Regions from separate parts of the Mus musculus genome. Here region 1 is linked to region 2. A link is a contact called in public Hi-C data. All regions are on one chromosome and are shown on one strand. Each heading gives the region's core, a stretch centred on a gene start, on an enhancer-like site or on the middle of the called end of the contact. The rest is flanking DNA. Distances are from core to core; before and after follow the strand shown.

Region 1 (6,824 bases), core at 58-2,557, 720 kb before region 2:
CCTCCAACCTCATCTGAGTGCCCTTCCCCAACTGAGGAAAACATAAATAGTCAAAGCAGAGGGGGGTTCTTTTATTTCATCGGTAAAGACATGGGGACAGTGAGATTATAAATTCCAGAAGCATTCATTCCACTGTCCCAAAGACCACTTTCCATCCTATGCTTACATTCGATAATCTAACCCAGATGGTTTGAGTTTTTCCCCAAGAGCTTATTTCAGAGAAATACTAAGTTGGAGTGTGGCACGGCTTTCAGTCTTAGACACATCTTTCTCCTTATCTTCCTCTTCACGAGCGCCGGCCGGAAGATTCTCAAAGTGAATCTAATCCTGTTACTAAGCTGATTTTTCAGACTTCGTGTTAACATAGCGACATCATACACCAGTGCGGTGACTATCATCATACCAAAGTGCACGCTGGCCTCCAGGTTCACTGAGTACTGGTGGTGACTCTTCTCAGCTCTCTGACCCCGCCCCCTACCCTAAATTTCTCCAACTTCCCTTCCCCCAGCCTCTGGTTCTTATAGCGCCCAGCCATTTCACCCATCCACTCCCTTGGCCCTCCTCTCTCCCCGCCCCCCTCTCTCCTCTAATGCCCTGTTTCAGCCTACTGGGCGTGTTTGGACCCCGCTTTCTCTCCTTGCTCTGGACTCTCTTCCAGTGCCTCTGGCTGTGCTCTCTCTCACATCTTCAATAAACAAACTTTCCCCGCAACCATACCTTAGAGCGCCACCTCCTCACTTTATACCCTAAGGTGAGATTTTGCTTCTCAATTGGCATTTTATTTTAAAATGCATTTATGCAATCCCCAAATGCTTTGAACTCTTTAAAAAATACTCGGGAACAACACACCAAGTTGAGAACAGGGAAAGCTCAAAAACACACAGAAAGGGCCTCCAGACTAGACACTGTTCATTCGCACTATTTCCTTAGCACCCAAGGCAAGGGAGGGAATCACTGGGTTCAAAGTGCCCTCCACACTTGCTCCATGTGTGATTAGAGAAAAAATTTGCCCAGTTTCAGGATGATGAATTAAACGTTATAAAGTTTCCCTCTGATTCACACAGTTTGCATGTTCCAGACTCTTAGAAAACCCAATAAAGATGGTCGTAAAAATAGATGAAAGTGGAAACTAGAAATTTCCACACTTCCTGATCACAGTGCTGACATGTGACCACACCTGGCCTCCTGCCCTGCATTGATCACCAAACTTGGCAGATAAACAAACACTCGAAATAACCAAGTGTCCTCAACCACATTGGCCCCAATTTAGCAAATAGAGGTACCGACTAAGCCCTTCCCATGTCACAGAGCCAGACAGTTAGTTCTGCCCTAACTGTCAAGGTCATAGAGACAGCTTAGCCCAGCACACTGCAGAATGCAGAACAAATACAGCTCCCAATTCCCACTGCCGGCACAACACAGCTGCCTTTCATCTAAGTCTTCACGTGCCCCTGGTTGCTACCGCCAGATCCACCAGCCAGCCAGCCCTGGAGATCGCCTTGGAGACTGTCTTGGAGAAGCCGCCCCGGGTTTCTGCTTACTTTAGATCAGCCCTCCCTGAGGCTTCCCCAGCCACCTTCTTAAGACAATAGGACAGCGGGAGAGGTAAGGTCAGCTCAGTCCATCATAAGAACACAAAAGCTGCCCAAGGAGTTAGGGCGCCATCCTGCCCACTGCATGGCAACGGAAGAGTTCTCACATTACAGGCTTGCAGAGCAGCCGGCCCACTGAACTCCCTCCCTCAGGTCCTAGCAGATGGCTCCAGTGTGGCCTTGGCTCTGCTCACACTAACCCTGAGTTCTGTGGTCCAGTCAACAACAGAGCATGTCCTCTCTCCTCGAACATGATGCATGGGTAAAGCCTCCAGCCAAGCATTGAGCTGATGAGAACTCAGGAGTAGTTTATTGATACAGATTGCAAGCAAAGTAGATCACCTTGTCTGTAGGTGAAGGCTTCCCCAGACTCCATAATACATTTTGGGTGAACACTTCAAGAATAAGATGAAGAATATAAAATAGCGTAGTGTCCTAGCTTTGAAACAAAGCATATTATCACACCTAGGGAGACACAGGTCGCCTGTAGAGAGAGAAAGGCAGGGTAGGAATAGACCACTGTCAATAGGGGGAGAAACGGACTGAAGTTTTGGTGTAGGGCCCTTGGCCTCTTTCCAATGAAACGTATTAAAAGCAGTATCAGGAATGGGACAGCCGGGGCTGCAGGCGTGACTCGTTCTCCTGACAAATAGCCACCCAAACAGTTGGCAAGGTGCCCCGCTCCACCTCTCTTCGCCATCTCACCACGTGTAAGCATCTGGCGTATCCATCACCTTCTCCAGAGCATGAATGAGTCCTTAGAATGTAGATAATTTAGCTGAAATATATGTGTGTATTATCATGCAGATAAGACAATTATTTCGTAATAGACAAGGAGCCTGAATCATCTCTGCTGACTTTTGATCCTGACAGCGTGGCAGAAAAGCACACGCTGATATGTTAGATGGCCAGGAAATGGAGGCACAGCCGGAGAGAGAGATTGCAAGACACTGGGCATCGGCTAACACATGTTGTGGTCTTGGCCCTTTCTTGTGGGTATCTGACTTCACAAGGAAAGGCAAAGGCAGAACAAGGAGTTCCCACCCAGCATGAATCATTCTCCCAGAGTAGTGAAAAATAAATATAAAAACAGCCCAAAGGTTAGAAAATGGCTCAGACAAAGAGAATAAGTGAAAGAGAGAAAGAAACTTGCAGTTCTGAGTCTCGTGACGTGACGAGATGATAACGTTGAGGTCCTATCGGGTTGCTTCCCTTGAATCACCAAAAGTGAGTTTATGCATGGACATCAGTAGCAATGGTGATTTTCTGCTTTAGATCTCAACTTAGGAGGAAGGGTGAGTGTCCCCTGCTCGCTACTACGTGCCACAGCACTGAACGTTTGGAAGATAAAAGTCCTGTTAGTGTTTTGATTTAGTTGGGCAGGAGTTGGAAGGGGTAGGAGACAAAGAAGGGAGTGGAAGAGGAAAAGGTAAAATGAGCCTGAATTAATAGTGATGCAAAGGTAGGGGTGAGGAGAGCAGCCAGAGGGAAGCCTGCACTGCAGTCGAGAGGCTCATCACTCCTGTTTACCAGCCGATCATGAGTTCGGACGTACAGTCAGACACTTCCTTTATCTGTGTCATGGATCCCCTGTGTCATGGAGGCTAGTCTCAATCCTAGCTGAAGATTAAGAAGACATGAGCAGCCTAAGAACTACTCCACTTTAATCCAGACCTGTGCACATTTAAGCAACATCATTGCCCTCTGTGCTTAGCTCCAAGGCTCCCCTTAAGCCTTCACAGCCTGCAGAGCTTTGTCAACACTGGATGGTGCTTATGCGTCATTATTCAGATAAACTCAGGGGTGCTGGGCCAATCTGTCATAATTCCTTTGAACTTTTGGTCCTGCCTCAGATCAGTCCATTGCTCTTTCAGCTGGAGAGAAATGAATGGCCTCTGGGGAGAAAGATACCCACACACCTCTTTCATTAGCCACTAACTGCTAAGTGAAAATAGCCACCTGCCACCGTCTGGCATCAATTCACTCTGTTCCCCTTGAGCAGGCCATGGTGCCTCCCACTCCTCCAGCTTGAAGACTTCTGGAAAGCCCAGCTCGGCTGGCTGCTGGGGTCAGGATGACGACATGCTGTCTTTGTAAGAGGTGTGAGTAAAGATTACATAGGAAGTGCAGATGTCACCTCAGTAGGTGGAGGAGGCAGAGACCATCTGGGGGTAGGGTGGTGCTTTCTATTTCAAATATGTGCTACCACTCAGACTCTCTAAGACCATACAGTCTCTCTGGGTGTCCTTGGTGAACAGCCAACCTGGACATCATTTTTTTTTCTTTCTGGACTCCATGGTACCTATACATTCAACGTTGGGTAATGTGGCAGACACTTTATACACACTATATTTGCACAAATAACCTGGAAGATAGCTAGTCTAGTCTAATATCCTTCCCAAACACACTACCACCACTGTCTTAGTCAGGGTTTCTAGTCCTGCACAAACATCATGACCAAGAAGCAAGTTGGGCAGGAAAGGGTTTATTCAGCTTACACTTTCCACATTGCTGTTCATCACCAAGGAAGTCAGGACTGGAACTCAAGCAGGTCAGGAAGCAGGAGCTGATGCAGAGGCCATGGAGGGATGTTCTTTACTGGCTTGCTTTCCCTGGTTTGCTCAGCCTGCTCTCTTATAGAACCCAAGACTACCAGCCCAGAGATGGTCCCACCCACAAGGGGCCTTTCCCCCTTGATCACTAATTGAGAAAATGCCTTACAGTTGGACCTCGTGGAGGCACTTCCTCAACTGAAGCTCCTTTCTCCGTGATAACTGCAGCTGTGTCAAGTTGACACAAAACTAGCCAATACAACTACTAACACCATTTTCAAGATAAAAGAGTCAGGGCAGAACAAGATACATGACTTGGTCATATCATGATGCCAAGGGGCAGGAAAGTCCAGGCTTAAACCAAGATCAAAGTAAGAGCAGACAGGAATAAAGGCATGCTATGGGGTTTCTGCCTTCCAGGACTCATACGGTAACAGAAAAAGGGACATGAGCTGACTATTCTTTTTAATTATAATTTTTATGCCAAGCTCCATAGTAGACAATTGGAATGTGCAAGGCAGACTCTATACAAAATAGTTGTACCTGTCTGGAAACACTCAAGCTATGTCTAGTACTTAATGGATGAAACATCATGTCTTACTTTTGGATAGAAATCTCAGTCATTAGTTGTTGGTTTCCTTACAAACATGTCATTGCATTAAGTGTGTTTCAAATGGAGTCTTGGGAGCTACCAAGAAAAAAGTCAATGAGAGGAAAAATGACAGTGCACAGCAGATTTGGCCCTAAATCTTGTCATAGTTTACTCTATAGAGTACATTAATTTCCATAGACACAGAGCAATACAGATAGTCAAGATCTTTTCCTGAAGAAATTTTAAGGCAGAAGAAATATAATGTGAGTGAAATATAGTTATACATAGATATTCTGTAACTTACAAGGGACAAAATAAAAGATTTCTAAGATGAGATTTAATAACAAATAACTACTTTCAATCCTTATCATAAGCACACAAAGTATTCCAATCAGACCAAGGTACTCTACTAAGGGGAGGTACTAAAGCGACAGAGTCCTGGTGTGTAATGACAGCCCGATACTGCACAAGGAGGCCTGAGCACTTCAGTTGCAATGTATGAATCCATCCCTGAGCTCCATTTCCCTAGCCTGGACAGTGGGAGCTGCAGGTAAGAGCTGTTGGAAAATGGTCTGCTCGCTGGCAAGCATATGCTTACGGTGTGCTGTGTTATTTTACGTTTCTGAAGGTAGGAGCTAAGAGTGCGATTTCATTCGCTGCACGAGTGCTCTCAACAAACCCTTTTGGTACTCTAAGTGGAAGGCAGTGAATGTGGCTGTTAACTGTGCTTAGATCTGTGTTCTTAACCTTAATACTCTAAATTGGGGTTTCATTAGTATAATTTGTCACAGAGATAAATGTATCTCTCTGGCTTACCTCTCCTCTTAAGTAAATTAGACAACCCAACTAAATCAAGTTCGATTGTTTTGGGAGTGCGTTTGTAATAACATCATTTACTATGCCACAAATTCGACCAGAACAGGCCATTAGAATAGATTACATGAACAAATTGAAATATAGCTCTCCAATGTAAATATAAGTATAATGTTAAACATTATAAACCAAGAGAGCTAGTAGAGGGGCTTTAAAACTATCAGAGAAAGATTTTACTTCTTGTATTTTGTGCTAGGAGCATGGGTCTGGAGTTCAGCCCATCCAGACGAGAGTTGAAGTCTTAGGAATAGATAAAATTACAAAAGAAGAAAAGCAGAGGAAGTTAAGAGATTGTCAAAGGATGGATGACACCAAGGAAACAGTGTCTTCTATTCATGACAGGATTTATGCACACGCACATGAACTCACAGACACTGTGGCAGCATGCACAGGGCCTGCACAGGTCAAGCCAGACGGGGTCCCAGCCCTGAGACAGGAATGTGGACAAGATCTCTCTTCCCTAGCCATCTCCAACTGACAGCCACTGGGAAGGGAAGAATCCACTTTCTCCAACGGAGTCTCACCGAATGTGTTAACCACGCTGACGGGTAGGCCCCATTGCCACAGTAGACAGTAGATTGCCAACAAAAAGTTAACTCACTGGTGGTTTTGTACATTTTCCTCACATAATGCTTTGCTTATATATTATAATCTTGTGTTTTTATGGGTTGTGTGTGTGTCTGTTTCCTGTGATTTTTTTTCCTGTTTATTATCTACTCTTATTTGTTTGCTTTTTCATTTGCATTTTTGTTTTCTAAAGAGAGTATTGTGCTGGGGCCTAGCAAACACAGAAGTGGATGCTCACAGTCAGCTATTGGATGGAACACAGGGCCCCCAATGGAGGAGCTAGAGAAAGTACCCAAGGAGCTAAAGGGGTCTGCAACCCTATAGGTAGAACAACATTAGGAACTAACCAGTACCCCGGAGCTCTTGACTCTAGCTGCATATGTATCAAAAGATGGCCTAGTCGGCCATCACTGGAAAGAGAGGCCCATTGGACTTGCAAACTTTATATGCCCCAGTACAGGGGAATGCCAGGGCCAAAAAGTGGGAGTGGGTGGGTAGGGGAGTGGGTGGGAGGGTATGGGGGACTTTTGGGATAGCATTGGAAATGTAAATGAGGAAAATACCTAATAAAAAGTATATATATAAAAAAGAGAGCGTTATATGGGGGAAGAGGAGGGGAGGCTGTGAGAGGAAACGGAAAAGGAAATC
Region 2 (6,366 bases), core at 1,964-4,463:
TGCTGTGAGTAGAAGCCCAGGGAAGGGCAACAGGAGCAAACTCTGCAGGAGACAGATTTAATTCAATCTAGCAAACACTAATCAAGCCCCTCTGGTGTGCTGGACACTGGGCAGGATCTGGCGATACAGATCCTGCTCAGTGATCAAGGAAGTCACCATGTACAGGCAGCAAAAGCATGTCACATAATGAAACAGATGAGGGTGGGGACAGGAGACTGAGGGATGACTTAAGTTACAAGAGGATGCTAAGAGAGAGAGAAGAGCAGGTGGGCATCCCAGGCAGAGGAAAAGATGCTAGCAAGAAGGCATCCAAGTACTGAAGAAACCTGAGAGGACATTGTCTTGAGGAAAAGATGGGAGGAAAAGGGCACAGTTATTGATTCGTTCGGCAAATATTAAATGCTGGAGATAGAATAGTAACAACAAATAAGTGAATTTCTACTTAAGCAGAACTCTCAGGGCAGGAGATTGAGTTAACTTAGAGTCCCCCAACCCCCCAAACAAACACAAAAACAAAACTCAGATGAAGCAATAGATATAGAATATGCTTTTGTTTTGCTGAGACTGCCGTGATAAAGTACCACAACTAGGTGGAGTAGATAACATAATTTATTGTCCTATGCTTCTGGAGGCTGGAAGTCCAAGGTCAGGGCTTGGGCAGGTTGGCTTATTACAAAGGCAGTGTAGGGGGGCCTTACTCTGTGCCTTCCTCCAACTTCTGGCATTTTGCTAGTAGCTTTTGGGTTCCTTTGCTCATAGAAGTATCTCCTTGAGTTTTGCCTTCATCATCATATGGTAATCATACACACTCTGTGTGTGTGTGTGTGTGTGTGTGTGTGTGTGTGTGTGTCTGTCCTTCTGGTCATATTGGATCAAAATTTACTTCAAAGGACCTAATCTTAAATGTTTACCATATTAAAGACACTCTTTCCAAATAAAGACCCTTTCATAGGTAATAGATATTAAAGCTCTTACATCTTTTTGCAGGAATACATAGTTTTATGCACATGTTGAATTATAATTTGCATGTTAGATTATAATAATATTCTGGAGAGAAAAAGTCAGTCCAATTATGGTGACAATGGCATCTACGTGTGAGGCAAAGAGAGATGGAGGTTTGTGGTCTGCATATTGGTCCAGGATATGCATTACTGTGAAGGTGATATTGGAAGAAACCTAGATGTCGGGGCTTAGACATGTCTGGGTAGTCTAGAGGTATGAGCCAAATGCTAAGGTTCGGAGAGAGCATTTCCCTAGGAGATACAGAGACACCTAAGAGACAAGTGAGGCTGGAGAGGAATCAGGAGAGGCTGTTGCAGGAACTGTGTTCGGTGACCATGGGTTTCTGAAGGATGCAGAGACATGCTGCCTTCAGAAAGTCTTCATGGAGCCATGGAAGAGAAGTGTGAGATGATCCACCTTAGATTTAGAAGCTTTTGAGGGTTACTATGACAGTAACTTAGGGGTGGTTGAGGGGAGACCAGTAGGAGGTGGCCATGAGAGTCCAGGTGAGAGGTGGGGCTGATTCATCAGGAGGAATGGATAAAGGTGGAGAGAGATTTGAGCTATACATGGCACATGCTTATGGAAATGGCAATGGGACCTGAGGCTCTCAGGCTAGGCCGAAGTTCATGCTAATCTCAAACCTCCCATCGTCTGCACAGAGAGGACACTCTCCTGGGTGAGTTTGTGGGTGTCCATATGCAATAGGATATGCTGAAAGTGACTTTCTGTGGACTGTCTGTACTCAGCAATGGCTTTCTTTTCTCCTAGCTGGAAGACTTAGCCCTTCAGTGATAGAGGGCCACACACTGTAGACTTCTAATCTCCATATAAAAATGGAGATGAGATCCACAAATAAATGAGGCAGTATATCCTGATAACAACATTCACCTTGCAGGAGTATCGTAAGGACGTGTTGTTTTTTTTTTGTTTTTTTTGTTTGTTTGTTTTTTCGAGACAGGGTTTCTCTGTGTAGCCCTGGCTGTCCTGGAACTCACTCTGTAGACCAGGCTGGCCTCGAACTCAGAAATCCACCTGCCTCTGCCTCCTGAGTTCCGGGATTAAAGGCGTGTGCCACCACGCCCGGCTAGGACGTGTTGTTAAAAGGACTGTTCAACACTAGATTTCCAAGAGGCACCCAATAGGTGTCGATTGTTGTTAATAAATATCAGTTTGGTGCTCCAGGGAGAAATTGTTTGGAATAAGACTTTTGGAAGACATGGCTCTCTGTGTGACCTTGGGCAATCTACAGTTTCCTGTGCAGATGCTATGTCCTGTGCAGATGCTATGCAGGCAATGACTCGGGACAGGACTCACACAACTAACTGATGTTAACCTTGAATCTAAACTGACACATAGTCACATTTTACCAAGTTAAAGTCAACTAAATTAGACCATATGAAACTGAAGACAAAAACTGGGTTGCTATTCACTTTCGTACTATTTATATAATAAAGTTATTAGAAAACCTATGATCCAGAGTTCCCAGTGTGGAGATGTTTAACCCAATTAAGGAAGTAAACTTTAAAGTTATGTCAGAGCCAATCAGCAGAATCACTTTATATACCCATTTATGTGTAGAATATGTATCCCTGGATTTAGTCTTCATCATTAGAAAAAAAGTGTTAAAAAAATGTGTCTTCCTTCCCCCAACCCCCAGTGGCCACCCATAGACGGCCATTAGTATTTCTGTGAATTCCTGCTGACAGCCAAAGAAGGGTTCTTTACAAATCCTACAACTCCAACTTCCTAAAGCTTTGTGCTGCTGTTCTCAGAATCATCTTGGAATGGACTACAGAGGTCTGGCTGGCAGGCTTACTTAGGCAGCGTTGTAAAAGAGAGAGCGGCACAACTGAAAAAGATCTTGTTGGCAGCACCACACAGGACGAGTGTTCTTTATTTTTAAAAAAGGCCTATAAATATACAATTTAGCTCTTTGGTCCTCAGCTAGATTCAGTGTGGGTTTAGGGTTTGTGGTTCACATTAGAGTGTCTGAATCCTGGAGTCTGGCTTGTTTAGGAGCTTAGTCCTCCCAGCTAAGGTCAAAAGGAATTGGAAAATTCACCTTCCCTGGTCTTCTGACAGAACTCTGGGATGTGTTTTTGGAGGTCACGTCTCTGCAGCCTTTTTCAATTAGCCGAACTCTAGATGGACCTTTTCATCTTCCTGGCCATGTTCTGAGAGAAGGCAGCAATTGAGCAAACATCTGTGAAGGGCAACTGGCTTGTGCTAATTGTTGTTGGCACAAAAACTTTTTTAAAAAAAGTGTATACCTCCCTCCCCCAAATGGTTTTATTTGACCAAGAGTGAATTTGTAAGAAAGTAAATCTAGTTCAATTTGTTTTCTAAACATCAGTTCAGCTTGATATAAGACTTTGTACCCAAAGTCCAGCTGCTCCAGACTGCCAGGACAAAATAAATAAATATATTAATTGCTTGGAAAAAAATAACAGAAAAAAAACCCAGCTGTGACTAATGGAAAAAACAAGCCAATAAATGGAACCCCGAGTGTTATTGCACTGTGGAAGATTACCAGTGAGGCTGGAATTACATACATTCAGAAACCCATACAAACAGACATCTCAACTTCTTACCCCGAGAAACCGCAAAGACAACTAAAGACTAAGCTCTTCTTCCATCTGGAGGTGACGCACCTGTAAACATCCAAGACAGAGGTATACACAAGTTTGCCTTTTCTTCTCCCTCACTTTGCCTTCTTGGATTTAGCAGTACTAGTTGGAAGAATGTTGGGAAGACTCACATATATGTTTTTGGTCAGGAGGATAAAGGAAACACACAAGGTGCTGACAAGACCACTAAAGCTTTGCATCTAAGTGTGGTGGTCAGGCAGTCCCAGACATCCTTTGCCCAGCCTCCTCTGGAGGTTGGGGTTTGCTGTTTGAACTCTGACCTTTGTTGTCTAGCTAGCTCTGACTCATGTTGCAGAACACAGTTCAAAGGCTACTCCTCAGCAAGGGTCAGCATCCTGCTTGTGTGTTGTCCTGCCTGCTCTATTTTTGTACTTTTCCATCACCATCATAGACCTTTTCAGATCCTGCTCTCATGAATTGATAGGATGTTTGGTGATTTGGTCAATATCTGCCTCTTTCTCTGGATTGGGGGATACATAAAAGCACTGTTCACAACCCATCTAGAGAGCAATGCAGAGTTGTCTCTTAGTAAATACAGTGAATAAACTAGCAGGCCCCCTCAAAGAACACAATGATGGCTATGTGTCAGGTACTGTAGCCAATACCTTCATATTTCAATTAACCACTGTGCTGCTCTACAAAGTTTCAGTCCCAAACAAACAAACAACTAAGGCCTTAGTTAGGCCTTCTATTGCTGGGCTAAAACACCATGAACAAAAGCAACTGTGGAAGAAAGCGTTTATTTGTCTTACATTTCATATCATAGTCCATTACTGAAGGAAGTCAAGGTAGGAGTTCAAGGCAGGAACCTAGAGGGAGAAGAGGGAGAGGGGGAGGGAGGAGAGGGGGAGGGGGAGGGAGAGGGAGAGGGAGAAGGAGAGGGAGGAGAATCAGTGTGCAGTGTCAGCCACCTGGAACTAACTGGAATCCAAAGGGATTTTATGTTTCCACCTCTCTGCTCTGCCATCTACATCACACCTAGCTCATCTAATAGGCTCAGGCCAGCTCCACTCCATAGCTACTGCTGTCTTTGGTGGTCATCTCATGGTAGTAGCATCTCCGAAACGCTGATGTCCACTGAACAGGGCTGACCTTCACCTTGGCTTCTCTTGGGTTCTCCTTGGAGACACTAATTCTGCCACATGGTGCCAAATCTCAGCTTCTTTCCATGACCTCTGCAATCCTTGGGCTTCAACTGCCATTGAGGCTTTAAGAATGGCCTTTCCCAGTTTCTCCCAGTGCCAAGCATCAGCTGCTCTCTGTGATCTATTCTGGCCTTCAAAACCAATATTACTTAGGAAACTCTTAAATATTACCTTGTTCAGTGACATGCATCAGGTGTAGCCTTGATCCCCTCTGGGCTATGGCTCATGTATATGGGTTGAACATGAAGAAATGAAGAAAAAGTTTCCAGAAGATTTTGCCTTAATGATTCTTCTTTCTTTCCCCTCCCTCCCTCCCTCCCTCCCTCCCTCTTTCTTGCTTTCTTGCTTTCTTGCTTTCTTGCTTTCTTGCTTTCTTGCTTTCTTGCTTTCTTGCTTTCTTGCTTTCTCGGTCTCTTGTTGATCACACTTAATTCTTCTTAGTCCAAAATAACAGCATAACAGTCCTGAAAGTTCATAAACCAGGCCTTTATTGGTATCTCTCAGCACTCTTATATTCCAAACTCCCACAGAATAATCTACTGACCTCTCAACAATCAATGTTTTTTTTTTTTCCAGCTCAAAGTTCCAATGCCACTATAATCTTCTCCCAAAGAACACAGTCACTCCTGTCACAGCAATATGGTAGCAATTTCTATATTAACTAAGGGTTCTATTTAGAACTGTAACTAAGACTTTATGAATAAAAGCATGTATGGAAGAAAGGGTTGATTTGTCTTACATTTCCATATCACAGTCCATCACTGAGGGAAATCAGGGCTGGAACTTGAGGAAGGAACAGAAGCAGAAATTACAGAAGAGTGCTAGTTACTGGCTTGTCCTTCACAGTTCGTTCAGCTCAGCTAGTTTGCTTGCTTTCTTTCTTTCTTTCTTTCTTTCTTTCTTTCTTTCTTTCTTTCTTTCTTTCTTCCTTCCTTCCTTCCTTCCTTCCTTCCTTCCTTCCTTCCTTCCTTCTTTTCTTTTCTTTTCTTTTCCTTCCTTTCTTCCTTCCTTTTCTTTTTTTAAATTTTTTATTTTTATTAGATATTTTCTTCATTTACATTTCAAATGCTATCCCGAAAGTCCTCTATACCCTCCCCCCAAGGGCCTCTCCTCCCAATGATGGCCGACTAGGCCATTCTCTGCTACATATGCAACTAGAGACACAGCTCTTGGGGGTGGGGGTACTGGTTAGTTCATATTGTTGTTCCACCTATAGGGTTGCAGACCCTTTCAGCTTCTTGGGTACTTTCTCTTGCTCCTCCATTGGGGGCCCTGTGTTCCATGCAGTAGATGACTATGCGCCTCCACTTCTGTATTTGCCAGGCACTGGCATAGCCTCACAAGAGACAGCTATATCAGGGTCCTTTCAGCAAAATCTTGTTGCTATATGCAATACTGTCTGGGTTTGGTGGTTGTATATGGGATGGGTCCCTGGATGGGGCAGTCTCTGGATGGTCCTTCCTTCCATGTCTTCTCCAAACTTGGTATCTTTAACTCTTTCCATGGGTATTTTGTTCCCCATTCTAAGGAGGAACGAAGTATCCACACTTTGGTCTTGAGTTTCATGT

What was found. A called contact is a pair of places that touch in the nucleus more often than the background predicts.
Region 1: a Hi-C map of liver shows a contact between it and region 2, with 1.8 times the contacts expected there. The contact joins two enhancer-like sites. A contact is called at or near these places in 2 of 39 promoter capture datasets (the C10 cell line and hippocampal neurons), 52 of 484 Hi-C or Micro-C datasets (the 3T3-L1 cell line, 3T3-L1-derived adipocytes, B cells and 35 more) and 7 of 115 datasets of contacts at active chromatin or transcription factors (bone marrow-derived dendritic cells, differentiating embryonic stem cells, embryonic basal ganglia and 4 more).

The regions. Positions count from the first base shown.
Region 1 is chr4:9,076,709-9,083,532 of GRCm38.p6, reverse strand. No RefSeq gene overlaps it. Among named protein-coding and RNA genes, the nearest start is that of Gm50597, 41 kb to the left of the region's middle. Within about 2 kb of position 1,307, at least 72 of the 459 cell types and tissues checked have an H3K27ac peak or open chromatin away from gene starts, as enhancers often do. A contact at or near this core is called in liver, where this site is marked.
Region 2 is chr4:8,359,053-8,365,418 of GRCm38.p6, reverse strand. No RefSeq gene overlaps it. Among named protein-coding and RNA genes, the nearest start is that of Gm42252, 57 kb to the left of the region's middle. Within about 2 kb of position 3,213, at least 10 of the 459 cell types and tissues checked have an H3K27ac peak or open chromatin away from gene starts, as enhancers often do. A contact at or near this core is called in liver, where this site is marked.